Regions from separate parts of the Mus musculus genome. Here all the other regions are linked to region 3. A link is a contact called in public promoter capture Hi-C data. All regions are on one chromosome and are shown on one strand. Each heading gives the region's core, a stretch centred on a gene start, on an enhancer-like site or on the middle of the called end of the contact. The rest is flanking DNA. Distances are from core to core; before and after follow the strand shown. Region 1 has its middle 44 kb from the start of Dnah7b. Region 2 holds the start of Slc40a1 (solute carrier family 40 (iron-regulated transporter), member 1). Region 3 holds the start of Wdr75 (WD repeat domain 75).

What was found. Promoter capture Hi-C pulls out the DNA fragments that hold promoters and counts their contacts. Capture Hi-C pulls out chosen DNA fragments and counts their contacts.
Region 1: a contact with region 3 is called in a promoter capture Hi-C map of the HPC-7 cell line. The contact joins the enhancer-like site here to the promoter of Wdr75 in region 3. A contact is called at or near these places in 12 of 39 promoter capture datasets (the 3T3-L1 cell line, the C10 cell line, the HPC-7 cell line and 8 more), 1 of 15 datasets of contacts at CTCF or cohesin (the NIH/3T3 cell line), 1 of 484 Hi-C or Micro-C datasets (bone marrow-derived macrophages), 6 of 115 datasets of contacts at active chromatin or transcription factors (bone marrow-derived macrophages, embryonic stem cells and neural progenitor cells) and 4 of 9 other capture datasets (adipose tissue, embryonic stem cells, liver and 1 more).
Region 2: a contact with region 3 is called in a promoter capture Hi-C map of pancreatic islet. The contact joins the promoter of Slc40a1 here to the promoter of Wdr75 in region 3. A contact is called at or near these places in 9 of 39 promoter capture datasets (the C10 cell line, the HPC-7 cell line, cranial neural crest and 6 more), 1 of 15 datasets of contacts at CTCF or cohesin (the NIH/3T3 cell line), 4 of 484 Hi-C or Micro-C datasets (LSK cells, bone marrow-derived macrophages, embryonic stem cells and 1 more), 5 of 115 datasets of contacts at active chromatin or transcription factors (embryonic stem cells, extraembryonic endoderm stem cells, fetal liver and 2 more) and 4 of 9 other capture datasets (adipose tissue, liver, macrophages and 1 more).

Annotation. Positions count from the first base shown.
Region 1 is chr1:46,020,938-46,024,043 of GRCm38.p6, reverse strand. It overlaps the pseudogene Stk-ps2. Among named protein-coding and RNA genes, the nearest start is that of Dnah7b, 44 kb to the left of the region's middle. Within about 2 kb of position 1,558, at least 6 of the 459 cell types and tissues checked have an H3K27ac peak or open chromatin away from gene starts, as enhancers often do. A contact at or near this core is called in the HPC-7 cell line, where this site is marked.
Region 2 is chr1:45,924,032-45,927,080 of GRCm38.p6, reverse strand. It overlaps Slc40a1 (solute carrier family 40 (iron-regulated transporter), member 1), which reads left to right and starts at 1,487. Exons shown (of 8, transcript NM_016917.2): 1 at 1,487-1,860; 2 at 2,297-2,364. The coding sequence starts at 1,818.
Region 3 is chr1:45,793,094-45,796,609 of GRCm38.p6, reverse strand. Wdr75 (WD repeat domain 75) reads right to left here and starts at 1,444. Exons shown (of 21, transcript NM_028599.3): 1 at 1,006-1,444. The coding sequence starts at 1,088.

The DNA of each region.
Region 1 (3,106 bases), core at 309-2,808, 230 kb before region 3:
TTCTTCCTTTTGTATGCTTTCCTTGTAAAGTAGACCTAGAGAATGTTATCTGAGGATGTCCTTCCACCTTGTACATCTTCATGGCACTTTCATCACGTGTCCTTGGCTTTTTGAGGTAATTCACCAATTCCACCCATTGCTCACAGCAGGTAAATCCCACCCCATTCTTTTCTGATCTTATCCAGATCTTACTTCCAAACTACTCAGAGGACTTAATCCATCTTTCAATTGTCTGAGGTCCACATGATGTGCTGACCCTTGGAGAGAAAGCAGAAGTGAAAGATCCTATCCTCAGGGTGTTTTGGATAATCAGACCCACATAGAGGGAGACCATGCCTGCTAGCTGGCTTTTGTGAGCATCATAATATCCTCTAGGGACATGAAGCCATGACATTGGGTTTCCTTTAAAGTGTCAATGACCCATACTCTCAGAGCAGAGTGCTGTGTCTTTTTAAATCTTAGGGAGAGATGCTCTCTTTCTCCCACATATAGGATATGGGTTTAGTACTGCTCATGTTAGGAGATGAGCACATGCAATCAGAAGGTAGCCTATTTCTTCTGGCCCAACATGGAGCCATGGAACACCTGTCTGATTCTTTCTCCTGCCTGGAGATCCCAGGCTCTTCGAAATTAAATGTAGGGAGCCACTGGGTTACAGGCCAGTGAGGCCTCTAATGCAGAAGTGCCTCCATTTCCTGAGCACTGGGCCCAACCCCCTACCCTACTCTCTGGATTCCCAGAATGCTATGTTGTTCTTTAAGCTTTCCCAATATCTTTGGAGAACTCTATCTGGCTTGTTATTAGCACTTCCTGTGGAGGATGCCAACTGAAAGACATGAACTTTTATTATTATCCTTGCATGAACTCACTATTCTATTTGGTGTATGTGAACATTCATAAGGATCAATTTAAAACTCTACAGACAAGATGTATTCAGAAAAGTTTCAATGCTTTTGTCCTGAGCTATTATGGCCCCGCAGCCATGCTCCACCCTGACAAGTTATCTCATTTCCCCCAAGATTTCCTCTGTCTTTCTAGCATGTGCTCAGTGGCATCTGGGCCATGTTTCCTGGAGATGTTTCCTTCTTATTTCTAGCAAAGACCCTGCTACTTTGAGATGGCAGACTATCTCTTTTTTTTTCAGGTGGCTATTATGTAGACATGGGCTTGAATGATGTGCAGTTTCCATCATAAAACAACTTGTAAAAAGGAGTTGAAAAGACTACTTGCAAAGTTGTATTTATGGGCTTAATTTTCAAGGAAACTGTTAGACATGAGGGAGAGGTGAATCAAGAGAAACATAGTACATTTCAAAATCCTGTCAAATTCCTAAGGATGTGTTCATATGTGTGATGCTCAAGAGTGTGCTTAAACTTTGGCAACTCGTTTGATACTGAAGAGCCTAAATGGTACTTTTCAAAAGGATAGGCTTGGGCCTAGCCATGGAGAGTTCAAAGAATTCCATTTCAGGTTTACCCAGGGATGAAAGACAAATCTACTAATATCCTTTAGCATTCTCACAAACATGTAAAACCAGATGCTACCACTGGATGTCAGGAGTGATCCTTTTCTTGGAGCGAAATTGTCATCCTTTAGGCTTTTAACTTCCCTTTCTTTCAACTGTGCTTGCTGTCTCTTGGCCTACACCATGCTCTGTTCTTTAGAGTACCAGCCTCCCCCAACCATCCTGGACTTAAAAAGGCTGAATGATGTTGCAATGAGGGGTCTGCTAGATTATGCCCTAAATAGTGGCTGAGTGAGTTGTGGGGTTTTCCTGTGTTCAAGCAGGAACACTGAGCAGAGTGAGACAGGACAGGTACCCCTCAGTCTGAATTAAGGGACATACTTTAGTCATATTCTGCTCTACTGTGGCAGACAGCACAGGATAGGAACTACATCCTTACCTGGCTTGCTCCTCACTACACTCTCACAGCTTTTCAACGTAGACCACACTTGCTCTGGCCAAAAATGCAGTACAGTGTGTTATATGTTCCTATCTTCAGCTTGGTGGATGAGTTAGAATGGTTTTGTAGACCATTCTGTGCCTCCATTTTGAGCCCTGCCTTTGATAACACCATGTCATGTGATTCCTCCAGAGTTCATCCCAATATTTATCATCATGAATAAACCTTCCAAGCAGCTCTGAGAATCCATTTTACAGAAAATGTGACATCAGTGAATGGCAATAACATCTGGGCCCTCAGAAGCCAATCCTGGTGGAGGATGGAGCAATGTCAGTCAATCGATCAATGAGTCTCTGCTGGTCAAGATGAGCTGCTTCCAGGCAACTTTTATCAAAATGTAATAAGATGATCTTGACTCTTTGACTGTTAAGTAAGTGTTCAGAATGGTTCTTGGACACCCCATTTGCACAATGGAGGTAAGAAATCTACTGAAGTCTTTTGGGGCTTTTGGATCATGTTTGTGTACTTAGCAAGGGACTGGTGTGAGAGAACATCTCTGGACAGTGGCATATCTACAGTGTCTCACCATTTCTTCATGATGATCCCATGAGTTTGGGAAATGGAGAACACACACTGGCATTAAAATGTAACCTCTGATGTATGAATTTGGGGCTGTGCACAGCATAAGTAACATTTGGACATTTTTTCAGCTATGAAGGAAGAACCATTTCGCCATCATCCTTACCCCTGGATGTGTTTATATATGTCCATGACCTGTTGAGTCTCCAGGGGAAACTTTTCGTGGGATTGCTGCAGGATGTATGTGTGGGTCTCTTTGCTTGTCTTCTGTACATGAATGATAGAGGTGATGTTTTCTGTACCTGTGCATATGATCACTGAAGGTGTAGTTTTTTCTCTCCTCAGAGTACCCAGGATCTTCACATCATCTGTGCTCACTTACTCCATTCTTGAAACTTGTACACCTGCTACCCAATCATGATCTGACCACAAGTGACTAGACTTTTGATGCGTCCATGAGAACACCCCTGACTGGGTGTTTCCATTCTTAGCCCCATTGTAGGAAGGGAACAAAGCCAGGAGATGTCATGCTGTTTACCAGTTCAGGAAGTGCAGGAGAAGAGCACGTTATCAACATCAAAACTTCTGAGTGCTAGGACCCTGTTACTTTCTATGGTCTATCT
Region 2 (3,049 bases), core at 238-2,737, 130 kb before region 3:
TGAGCTCCTGTTTCTCAGAGTCTTCTGACTAGATGTGGGGGATAGCTCTTAAGGCACACTGTACTTAATGCAAAGGGCATGGAGATCCTGTTATTGGCACATACGTGCAGGGAATCAGGATAGTTTGTATTCTGAAGATCAACAAAATTAAAGGAAAGGAAGGAAGGGCTGGGGGAAGAGAGAGACAGAGAGACAGAGAGACAGAGACAGAGAGAGACAGAGAGAAAGAAACCGTCAGAACTTGCTAGATGATCCCTTCCTAAGTGCTTCATGTAAGCACACTTTAGGTTTACTCCAAAAGACATTTGGATATACTACCCCATTTTGCAACTTCAGCAGACATACCCGAACCTGCGATAGAGGAGAAAGGACTTAAACGTTTTGTGTGTCAGGAGAGAGAAAGGTTTGCAAAGGACAAAAAGCGGTTGCAGTAGCAAAGCCCTATCTCGGTTCTGCAGACCTCATCCTAACGAATCCAGCTGCACCCCGCCCGCAAAGACCTTTGGGGCTTCTGATAGAGAGTCCAGATACAAGGCCTGTGCTCATGAGTGGCTCTCTTCATTACCAGGTGTCATTCTGGCAGGGCTGGAAGAGTGCAAGCCGGTTGGAGTTTCAATGTTTAGGATCACTCTTGAAGTGTTGACAAACCTGACAAAGGTAAGGGAAGGGAAGGGCTGACACAAGAAGCAGGTATGCCCTGGGGAGGAAACGGAGGTCATTAGAGGCTTACACCTGGTGTGTATTCACCTGTCCCCCCAGGAGGCTACCAAAAGGGCTTTATCTGCACGGGGCCAGACCCAGGGTCCCAACTGGGACAACCGGTATTCCTGGTTACTTCCCTTCAGCACTTGGAGCCTGTGGAGTAGCCAAAGAGGCAGGAGCGGCTAGGGTTAGAACTCAGAGGGAAAGGACAGTGAAGGGCGCTGCCTCCTTGCAGTGCCTGTGGCACAGAAGGCGGCCTGCGTTCGATCACTGGGCTGCGCGGGGCTACATTGTGATCTTTGAGCCTGCTTCCTGAGCTTTGATTCCGCAGCTTTTGAGAGAGAGCCCTCTCTATAGTTCGGAGAAGGAAAACATTCTGCGCCGCAGGCAGGCCGGACATGACTTGTATTTACTTAGCTACCTGCATTCCGAAGGGTAGCTAGGGTGGGAGGCTCCTTTTTTTCCGCGCCAGCTCCCGCTGAGCTTTGCCTAGGGACTGTCCGGCAATCTGGTGGCCAGAGAGAAGAGCTTCCTTCTAGCACCTGCCAAACGACTTTGTGCAAAATGTTTCTGTAGTGTCCCCTCGGGGTCCGCATACAGTCCCCGTCCTACTGTGCGGGTCACCCCTTGGCTTCTCCTGCGGTAGCCCAGCCAAAGCGCAGGTTGTTTGCGCCTCCTGGGAGGGCGGTGGGAGCGTAGCTGGCGCGGACCTGGACGTCCAGCCGCGAAGGGCGGTCCCTGCTCTCTCAAGCTCCGCCCCCGGCTCCCTATAAGCCGCTGCCCTGCCCGCGGCGGTGGCGGCGGCGGCGGCGGCGGCGAGAGCAGGCTCGGGGTCTCCTGCGGCCGGTGGATCCTCCAACCCGCTCCCATAAGGCTTTGGCTTTCCAACTTCAGCTACAGTGTTAGCTAAGTTTGGAAAGAAGACAAAAAGAAGACCCCGTGACAGCTTTGCTGTTGTTGTTTGCCTTAGTTGTCCTTTGGGGTCTTTCGGCATAAGGCTGTTGTGCTTATACTGGTGCTATCTTCGGTTCCTCTCACTCCTGTGAACAAGCTCCCGGGCAAGAGCAGCTAAAGCTACCAGCATCAGAACAAACAAGGGGAGAACGCCTGGTGTCATGACCAAGGCAAGAGATCAAACCCATCAGGAAGGATGCTGTGGTGAGTTGAGTAATCGAATGTTTCAAATGGTGGGAATGCAGGTGGGGACGGGGAGATGTAGTTCCATGAGGGTTGACTTGGGTTTTGATGGAGGGTGAAGAAGAATATAAACTCATAGTTTGAATAAAAGAACTTACATATAGGCAGGGATAGAGTAACCTGGGCAGGGTGAAATTTCTTGCATTAAAAAAACAAACCCCACCAAAGTTAAGGAATGTTGAAACAAGAGTTTCTTCACTGCCTGAAGTTGGGGCGGTTATTGACCAAGAGACAACGCTGAATCTTAAGTGGATGCTATTAAGTAAACTGAATGCATCAGTCTTGTAAGTGACCTGTTTAAAAAAATCAGACTTAATTACGACCAAAAGCAAATTCTAATCTGAGCACATTGGGGTGCTTAAACACGTTTTTTAACTTGTTCTCTGTGCCTTTCTAGGATCCTTAGCAAACTACCTGACCTCAGCAAAATTCCTCCTCTACCTTGGCCACTCTCTCTCCACTTGGGTAAGTGAGAATGCACACAGTTCTTGAGACATCGTTGCACAAGCTGTTGTTTACTCTCATCGGAGACAGTTGTATTGGAGAACTTGCAGTTTTCTCATTCCGTTAAGTAAATAAATCGTTCTAAAACACATGTTTCAACAAAAACGTTGTTTTCTTCAAAGATGTTTCCCATGAGTGTTAGTAAATTTTACTTAATAGTGAAATTCTAAAGCTTTACATAGACCGACAACTGTTTGAAACAAGATCCACAAGGACAGGAAAACTTGCATAGTTACTAGGGTTGGTAAATTCTAACTGGGCCTCCTACTGAACTGGAAAGGTATTTCATGGGCCCTCTTGGGTTTACGTCTGGTACCAGCATGCAGCATTATAGAAACAGAGTACAAGGGTAGACTGGCGAAAACTGGCATAATAGGATTACAATAGTATTGTAAGATGAGTTTAAGTATACCTAATCAATGATCAAACATCTAAATGATAACAGCTCTAATCTTCGAAGTTGTTATCTGTGGCTACTTAATTTGTGGGTAGTGTTAAAAGCCACCACCCAATGAAAATTAGCTATGGATTCACAGTTCTTCCTTTGGCTTCCTATGGGAGAATCTCAGTTTTTCTGCTGGCCTGGGATCCTCTATCAACTCCTCGATACTCATTAGCAGGCTGGCTGTGCTCAATGGATAATTAT
Region 3 (3,516 bases), core at 195-2,694:
TGGCAGGGTATTGCGGGAGAGTACACCTTCCACAAATACTATAAATACCTTTCTAAAATAGGGGTATTTACTATTTGCAGTTCACAGTTGCAGAGGGTAGAATCCATGACCATCACAGTGGAGCCCATGATGGGTGTGTGTGTGTGTGTGTGTGTGTGTGTGTGAGAGAGAGAGAGAGAGAGAGAGAGAGAGAGAGAGGGAGAGAGAGAGAGAGAGAGAGAGAAAGAGAGAGAGAGCTGGAGCAGTACAGGAGACATCCCTGTGCAGAGAGCTGATAATGGATTAGGCTTTTGAACCTTTCAAGCCTGCCCCATTGGCACACCTCCTCCAAGGAGGGTCTGCTTCCTAATCCTTCAGGAATAATTGCTCCTCTTGGGGATCAAGCATTCAAACAACTGAGCCTAAGTATCTCTACATTCAGAGTGCTCTGAAAAACTAGCCCTACTACACACCTCTTCTAGATGATACAACGTGGCAGCAACAATGCCAGCTGACAAGCAGCGAACTGAAAGCCACTATTGTAAAAGTTGTGTGCATATAGACACTTTCTCCTACAGATCTAACATCTGTTTTTATGTAAAACTCAAAAAAAAAAAAAAGGAAAAAAGGAGCCTGGTAATTATGATGTTTTTCTGCGGGAAAAAGGCTGAATCATTAATGATTTTGAAGTCCAAAACGTTCCACACGTGAACATTAGTCTGCATGGTCAGACCGGTGCACATACGGAGAGAGTGACCATTTTCCAACCGAGCGGCTCCTAGTCCCTTGTAGACACCTGACCTGCCCCTGTAACCGCCAACCTTCCCGCAGGTGGAGTCCTGGGTGCAAGGCACACAGACACAGCAGCAAAGCCGGGCGGCTCCGGGGAGCTCCGGGTCGGTCCATGCGCTGCGCGGCGCCGCGGACTCCAGCCTCGCAGTCCGACCGTGGGCCGCGCCGCGCCGGGCACTCCCCTCCCCGGCCCGCGGTGCCCGGAGCCCTGTTGACCCGCAGCCTACTGCATACTTGGAATCCACGGAGAACACGGCCCTCCTGAAGTTCAGCCGGCTGCCGCCGCAGCGAACCACGCGGACTCCCTCTTCTACCATCTTCACGCAGGCGCAGGAAGCACCGAGCACCGGCCGGATTACGAACTTCCTTCATAGGCCGACTGGCCTGGCCCTACTCTTCCGCCCGCGGCCCGCCTGGGCCTCTCTAGCCTGGAGACTCTATGGTCGGCTCCACGCCTACGCCGCCATCTTTAGTTTGGGCAGGGTCAAATTAAAACCCTTGTAGAAGGAGTAAAGCCCAACAGCCACGCACAAAGTTAAATCATACCAGATGCCGCTACAGCTATTCGATACAGAAGAGAGTTTTCTCTTCGGCCTCTTTTACCGGACTCTAAAGGTTCCGCCAGAAGCGGAAGTGAACATCCTTTCTCCTACTGAAGCCGTTGCCTTTTCTGTCACTGTGATTGAGCGACAGCAAGATGACGCAGTCACCCTACTCCTATCCCACCCCCCTCCGTTGCCTTTTTTTGGGAGGGGGCGGGGTTCAAAGAGCGTCTTCTTGCAATGGTAACTGAAGTGGGGCGCTTTAGCTCTTTATGGCGGTTCTATGAGCATCGCTAAGTTCCTGTAGCATCTACGCCACACTTGCCAATGCAGTTTCGACTCCAGAATAAAAGTACACCTTGGTGTCAGGGCTCCTGCAGTGATGTCCGGTTTGCTCCAGTTGTTCAGTTCCTGTTGTTCAGAAGCCCTGACTTCTGAGGATGTTGATTCTTTTTTTTTTTTTTTTTTAGGTATTTATTTCAGTTACATTTCCAATGCTATCCCAAAAGTCCCCCACACGCTCCCCCACCCACTCCCCCACCCTCCCACTCCCACTTCTTGGCCCTGCCGTTCCCCTGTACTGAGGCAGATAAAGTTTGCGTGTCCAATGGGCCTCTCTTTCCACTGATGGCCGACTAGGCCATCTTCTGATACATATGCAGCTAGAGCTCCGGGAGGTACTGGTTAGTTCATATTGTTGTTCCACCTATAGGGTTGCAGATCCCTTTAGCTCCTTGGTTACTTTCTCTAGCTCCTCCATTGGGGGCCCTGTGATCCATCCAGTAGCTGACTGTGAGCATCCACTTCTGAGGATGTTGATTCTTAACACTTTGTGTTTTGTATTCGAGGTTGCTGCATATCTGTGTTGAACCGTTCGTTTGTCAATATTTTCCATTGTGCTGGCTCTTAACGACCCCTAAGGAAGGGCATCTGATATCTTAACCCTAACAGGAGCAGATTCTTGATACATTTGAAATTCACCATAACTTTATGCTGATTCATAGCAGGAAAAATATAATCCTAAGGGTCAAAACATCTATAGATCTTTAGGCAGGAGAGAGAGAGAGAGAGAGAGAGAGAGAGAGAGAGAGAGAGAGAGAGAGAGAGAGACGATTAGTTTTTGTTGGGTTCATAGTTTGGGGAGACAGAGCTAGACAGGAAGATACTGATTCTGTTTTTATCTCAAATTTAAAGAGTTTCTTTTTCATAATTATGGTATGCTTTTTCATAGTGGAAGAACATAGTGAGCTTAACCCCCCATCCCACCCTAGACTCTTGATGTCTAAGTAATACATCCTTTAAACTTGGAAACTTTGAGATCGGATATATGCTTATTATATTCTGAGACAATGAAGAAAATAAATGATCAAACTAGTTTTTACTTCAGTTGTTTTACTGTTTGGTGAACTTCGTTTAAATTAAGAAAGAATGAGGCTTTCTGATTGGACAAAGGCTAGTTGGACTACTAAACTCGTGAAAGGATTCTTTCCATGCAAAAATTTAATCTACTAACATTTCCAATAAAATTATAATTTGTGTTTTTATTTCTTTTTGCATGAACATTTAGGAACCAAATTTTCTCTTGACAGCTTAATATTTATCATTTCCTCCTCCTCCTCCTCCTCTTCCTCTTCCTCTTCATCCTTCTCTTCATCCTCCTTTGCATAGAACAGGAACACTGTTGGTGCTAGTGCACTGGTTGAGTAATGTCTTCTTATACTTTGATTTTTCTGTTTTGTCATTGTATTAGTCAGGGTTCTCTAGAGTCACAGAACTTATGGGTAGTCTCTATATAGTAAGGGAATTTGTTGATGACTTATAGTCTGTAGTCCAACTCCCCAACAATGGTCAGCAGCAGCAGTGAATGAAAGTCCAAGAATCTATCAGTTGCTCAGTTCCACAAGGCACACAGGGGAAGAAGAGAGAATTTTCCTTCTTCCAATGTCCTTATGTAGGTCTCCAGCAGAAGGTGTGACCCAGATTAAAGGTGTGTACCACCACACCTGGATCTGCAACTTGCTTTGTCGCATGCTGACCTTGAACTCACAGATTTCCTTGCCTCAGTCTCCTGGGATTAAAGGCCTGTACTACCTTGCCTGGGGCAAAGTTTTTCCACAGCCACTATGCCTTAAGATTTTCCATGCCAAGATCCACGTCAGAAACTTGTATCTCCCAGCCTCAAGATCAGGATCACAGATGAGCC